Linked DNA regions of Macaca mulatta: region 2 is linked to region 1. A link is a contact called in public Hi-C data. All regions are on one chromosome and are shown on one strand. The core of a region is the stretch at or near the end of the contact, and the rest is flanking DNA. Distances in the headings are between cores, read along the strand shown. Region 1 holds the start of LOC144329830 (transient receptor potential cation channel subfamily M member 1-like). Region 2 holds the start of MTMR10 (myotubularin related protein 10).

Region 1 (2,938 bases), core at 202-2,701:
CTGCTGGCAAGTGCAGGCTGCAGGGCTCTGCTGCTGTAGGTGGCATTACCAAGGGCTGAGCAGGTGGCGCTGCTCCACCGGGAGATTGAGTAAACCACTGAGTCATTAGGAGATGTTGAGCTCTCGCCAGGCACTCCTGGAGGCACAGGGGATCCAGCAGAGAACTGAAGGGGGCTGCTGCCTCTGTGGCTTTGGTGCGAGGTTGGGGAGGAGGGGAGAGGGAGAAGGTGGGGGAGAAGGTTTATGGAAAACAGGGCGCAGGGTTTGGGGTAGATGGGAAGTCAGGGAGCCCTGGTGAAGAGGCCACAGTGGAGCAGAGACTGGAACAAAGAGAGGGCTGGATTTGTTCATCTTGCTTCCCAAGAAAGAGGCTGCAGGCAAAGTGGCTCTTACTCCTCTTGTTTCTCCTCATAGGTTCTAGAAGATTTCTGAGGACTCAGCAGTAACTTGCAGGGCTGGACTGAGGCTATTTCCTTGTATCAACTTTTTAAAAACGAATGGTTAATACCTAAGTAAAGCACTTCCACCCTACCCACCCCCCGAGAAAGTACGTTAGTCACATGCTAGCGTTTTTATTAGGAAAAGACGAATTTCCAGTTGAAGCAGAGGGAAGTGAGTGGATTGAGCCTGGCACGGGCCTTGGCGCCAGCTGCACTTGCCCTGGTGCCAGCTGCACTTGCCCTGGTGCCGAGCCACAGCAAGGGCTGGCGCTCGGCACTATGAAAAGCCCTCCTTTTCGGAATCTGGGGACAAATTGCAAAGCCGATGCCCTTCACTGGCATGATAGGGAGGAGACCAGGGGCCCTGCCTTGCCTTGAAGGAGGCATCTAAACACCCCTAGTGATGGAACAGACTTAGCCACAAAAGCAAGTGAGGGGCACGTTGTTGCTCCGTCATCCGCCGGTGGCATTAAGTCCTGTGGGGCAGGTTGCGTTTCCTCCTTTCACGACGAGGGGCCTGAGCCTAAGAGCTCAGAGCCTGGGCTTTAGTTTCTGATTCCCCATGCTGTGCTGGCACAGGTTTCCTGGGCAGCGCCCCAGCACTGGTTTCTTACGCTAGGGCGGAGAGGGGCTGCCAGGGAAAGTGTGGGAAAGGACGAGGGGTGGGGCCATGAGAGGGAACAGGGCTGGGGGCGGGGCCTGGAAGGCTGGGCTGCGGGGGCGAGGCCGTGGGAGTGAGCAGGGAGGGAGCCAGGAGCGAGGCCTTGAGAGGGAATAGGGGGCGGGGAGAGGGGCGGGGCAGTGAGAGGGGCGGGGCAGTGAGAGGGAGCAGGGCTGGGGGCGGGCCCTGGAGGGCAGGGCTGAGAGGGCGGGGCCGTGAGAGGGAACAGGGGGCGGAGTGTGGGGCGGGGTCGAGGATGATGGGGGCGGACTTGAGGGCGGGGCCTGGGGGCTAGGGAAGGACTGTGCCAGATCTTGTGTCCAGCCTCTGAAATCTTTCCTCAGTTCTTCCTTGTCTTTCGTGGCCTTGGCGTTTTTGAGGAACGCAGGTGGGTTATTTCGTAGGATGGCCCTCAGCTCGGGCTGTCTGATGATCCTTCCTCCAGATCAGGTTCGGATGATGCACTTTGGGCACTTTTGTTCCTCTTGGTAAGTTTTATCCAGAGCCTCAGGATAAATATTTGTTCCATGACAGGCGATGTGCACTTTGTTTTAGGTGGTTCTCCCCAGAATTCTCCACTGTCTAGTTACTAATTTCTCCTTTGTAACTAATAAGTATCCACTGGAGATACTTTGAGATTATGTAGATACGTTGTTACTCTTCAAACTTTTTACCCACTACTTTTAGCATTCATCAAAGATTCTTGATGGTTGCCAAATGGTGATTTTCTGATTCCATCATTCCTTCCACATTTAATAGGGACTTTTCACTGGAAGAAAGAGCTTTCCCCCTCCCCTGTGCGTTTATTTACATATGTATTTATATCAGTGTGGACTCATGGGTCTTTATTTAAGTCTAAAGGTTATAATTCTTCATTGTAGTCGTTTATTTTCATGCTCAGGGAATCCCAGAGAAAGCCACTGGGAGCCCCTTCAAGCAGCTACTGTGTTCTTTTGGCATGTTCCCATGTCTAAAGTAAAGTTTCCCACTTGCTGGTACAGTAAGATGTTCCAGGCTCTTCTTATACTTCCCCGTCCCAGCCCTGGATTCCTTTTAGTGGAGAATGGTATTTAGAAACCAGTATTGGAGCACAGGTGTGCTCATTGCTATTGAGGTGTTATTGTGAAGCCCATTCAGGGAGCCGGGGAATGTATGAGTGTGTAAACACACAGACATGCATGCGTATGTGCATATGTGTGTAGACATATGGCCCCAAGGTCCCTGACTGCTGATATGCATGCTTTGTGTAACCCTGTCCCTTGAGTGTGGGATGGACTGAGTGACTCAATGCTAATGAATGGGCTATGGCAAAAGCCATGGGCTGTCACTTTGGATACCAGGTTATAAAGAGACCCGGCTTCTGTTTTGCACACCCTCTTTCACTTGCGCGCTCAGAGGGTGCTCAGCCACCCCTTCGTGAGCTGCCCTGGAAAGAGTTTCCCCTGGCAAGGAGTTAAGGGAGGCCTGGGGCCAACAACCACATGAGTGTGAGCCTGGAAATGGATCCTTCTGGGTTTCATTTCTTCTCTTAAGATCACAGCCCCACCCACAGCTCAGTCAAATCCTTGTGAGAGACCAGAGTCAGAAGCACCCAGTTAAGCCACATTCAAGTCCTGGTCCATAGAAGCTGGGAGATAATACATGTTTGTTGTTCTAAGCCACTAAGATTTGGGGCAATCTGTTTTGTTAATCCATAGTTAATTAATACAATATGTTATATCTACACATATGTGTGTATGCATAGAGAGGGACCACACATACATTTATATCTGTTTTTATACCTGTCTCTATATATTATAAATCATGAGTTCACACTGATAACTTTAATTTTACCTCA
Region 2 (2,938 bases), core at 151-2,650, 85 kb after region 1:
CTAATCTGATAGGATTAGCGTCCTTACAAGAAGAGACACCAAGAGATCCCAGAGAGCTTGTTACATACCCTCCGCGCACAGTGTGAGCACACGGTGAGATGGCAGCCATCTGCAAATCCGACAGAGAGCCCTCGCCTGTCTGCCTGCCACAAGTCAGGCAGATCCCTACCTTGCCAACACCTTGATCTTGGACTTCCATACTCCAGAATTGTGAGAAATTAATGTCTGCTCTTTAAGCCATCAACCTGTGGTATTTTGTTACGGCAGCCTGAGCAGACAAATACAACTAGATATCTGGGAAATGTTAAGACAATAATAAATCTGGAAATAGACTTTTTCCACTTTTCTGTTGTATGGTCGCATATTAGAGTTGCAGATCCTAAGAAAACCTGTACAGAAAAACCCAAATCACAGAGTCATTTAAGTGTAAAGAAAAAGCCAATGATTGCTTGAAGAGTATTTGTAGAAAATATCCATTGAATATAGAGGAATAACAGCATATCCATAAAAATTTTTTTAAAAGTGTGCACGACAGTGATTTTAACACTTCGAATCCAATGGAACTAACATTTTAAAATACAGTTATGGCCAGGCACGGTGCCTCATGCCCATAGTCCTAGCTACTTGAGAGGCTGAGGCAGGAGGATCACTTGAGCCCAGGAGGTCAAGGCAGCAGTGAGCCCTGATCATGCCAGTGCACTTCAGCCCAGGCGATGGTGTGAGACCCTGACTCTTTAAAAAATAGTTATGGTTATGGTTCCTGGGCAGAGTGGAATTCAAACATGTTAACCTGAAAGATCAGTAGGATTCTATATCCAGGATAAATCATTTTCAGAAAAAGAATAACTTTCTGAATCTTTATGTAAATTGTTAAATGTTCCTGTGAGTAACACTCATCAGTATGACTGTGACTGATAGGGCTACATGGGAGCTTCCCTGTGACATGAATCAGAAAGTGCTGGATTGGGGTTTGATTCTTCAAGGTATAAGAAGGACCTAGTCTCAAGTCATAGAATCACCAAAATGTAACACCACTAGCCCCCTCCCACCAAAGTCTGCTCCAGTCTGAATTACGGTAAGAGCTCAGAAGTGACCTGTGCTTGGCGGCACCGGCCCACTTTCCCAGTGCCGGTTCCTCGCATACTGGGCGCAGACGGGGTGACCGCCTAACCCCTGGACCCAAGTCCCCTTCCCCTGCCCTGGGCTCCTCCCTGAGCTCGCCCGGGCCGGAGGGCGAAGTCGGCCCATGTGTAAGTCATGGGAACTGTCCCAGGACTGCAGTACGGCCAGAAGATGCCCCGCGCCGCCGTCCCAGGCCGCCTGACCGCTGCCGCCGTGGCCCCCGCAGGCCGCCGTAGGCCCCCACGGGCCGTCTGACCCCTGCGGGCTGCCGTAGGAGCACCCTCCTGAGGCCGCGCTCTCGAGATGGCTGCCGGGCTCCGCTCCCCGCGGCGCCCGGGCTGAGGGCCCGCCAGCGGGCACCCGGCGCCACCCCTGCGTTCCGGCACTAGCACGGGCTACGGCCCGGGAGCGGCGGGCCGCGGCCCTGCGCGCGCCGTCTCTCGGGGCGGGGCACCGGGCCCCTTCCGGGGATGAGCCCCGGCGCCCGCGTCGGTCTGGCTGTGCCCGGCCCCTCCCCGCTCGGGCGGGCGCTGCGCCGTGTCCCCGCCCGTCAGTCAGCCCGGCTCGGCTGGCCGCAGAAGGGGCCTGGGCGGCCTCACTGAGAGCTTTACGCCTGGAGGCGTCGGCGCTGCAGCTGACCCGCGACGGGAACAGAGCGAAGAGGCGGCGGCACCATGTTCTCCCTCAAGCCGCCCAGACCCACCTTCAGGTCCTACCTCCTGCCGCCGCCCCAGGTAAACAACCCCTCCCCGCGAGCGCCTCTCTCCTCGGCGCTTCCGTGGAGCCTCCAGGCCGACCCCCGGGAACTGGAGGACCCCGGGAGGCTGCGCGCGTCTCCCTGCCCTCAGCCGCGCGGCTGCCTGGTTCCCGGCGCCGCGAAATGCGCCTTCTCGGGAGCCCCACTGTCTCGGCGAAAACTTGTAAAACTCTTCTGCAGCCATTCTCTGCCCGAAGTCCGTCCTCCGTAGTTTTACCGAGTGCTGAGACCCAGGGGAGCCTTGGGAGCTGGGGTTTTCTTTAGTTTCCAACCCGTCGACCGTCCCTCCTATGACCGCCAGCGTGATTGCAGCGCTTGGGGTCGCTGGTCGAGGTGGTTACCCGTCTGTCATAAATGTGAACACCTGGAAGCGACACTGGCCGTTTAAGTAATTTTTATTATCAGGCTTCCAAGTCGATAATGAGCAGATCTTTAAAAGAGCTCAGTTAATATGTGAAAGAATTTAAATGGGGGCTATGTGTCTTTCGCCTGTGTCATCACTTAGAAAACAACATTTGCTGTAGCGTTTTACGGAGGGTGGGGGTATTGAGATTTTGATTTATTTTGCTCATGTATTTCAGACTGACGATAAGATCAGTTCGGAACCGAAGATTAAAAAACTGGAGCCAGTCCTTTTGCCAGGTAAACGTTAGTTAGAATTTTAGCAGATACTTTAGCAATGTATTTTGGTCTAAGATTGTTCTGCCGACTAGTATCATGTGGTTAACTTCCCTTCTCTCATTAAACTTTCTCCAGTTAAAAATCTAGTGACTGAGAGGAGAAAATGGAACTGTCAAGAATGTCATTACCTCATTTCCTTTTTTGTCTCCTGAATTTCTTTTTGAAAATACGTATATGTTTAATTGCTTGGGTAGTAAAAGTACTCTTTGCTTACGTGTTTGTCTGCCACTTATGGCATTAATGGTTAATAGTCAAATCATTTTAATGCATTTTGATAGTATCAAAAGAGGCCTTTATTATGTTTCTGTCTCTATACAAATAACAGAGCTCGGTGAACTTTGAATTACTTGCTTGGCAATTGTTTTTTGAAGTTGTCAG

The links. A called contact is a pair of places that touch in the nucleus more often than the background predicts.
Region 2: a contact with region 1 is called in a Hi-C map of liver, with 3 times the contacts expected there. The contact joins the promoter of MTMR10 here to the promoter of LOC144329830 in region 1. A contact is called at or near these places in 2 of 14 Hi-C or Micro-C datasets (fibroblasts and liver).

Annotation. Positions count from the first base shown.
Region 1 is chr7:8,081,287-8,084,224 of T2T-MMU8v2.0, forward strand. LOC144329830 (transient receptor potential cation channel subfamily M member 1-like) reads left to right here and starts at 1,452. Exons shown (of 8, transcript XM_077939029.1): 1 at 1,452-1,589.
Region 2 is chr7:8,166,418-8,169,355 of T2T-MMU8v2.0, forward strand. It overlaps MTMR10 (myotubularin related protein 10), which reads left to right and starts at 1,401. Exons shown (of 16, transcript XM_001109855.5): 1 at 1,401-1,856; 2 at 2,461-2,521. The coding sequence starts at 1,797. It overlaps LOC106999104 (a long non-coding RNA gene), which reads right to left and starts at 1,574. Exons shown (of 2, transcript XR_013395479.1): 1 at 1,326-1,574.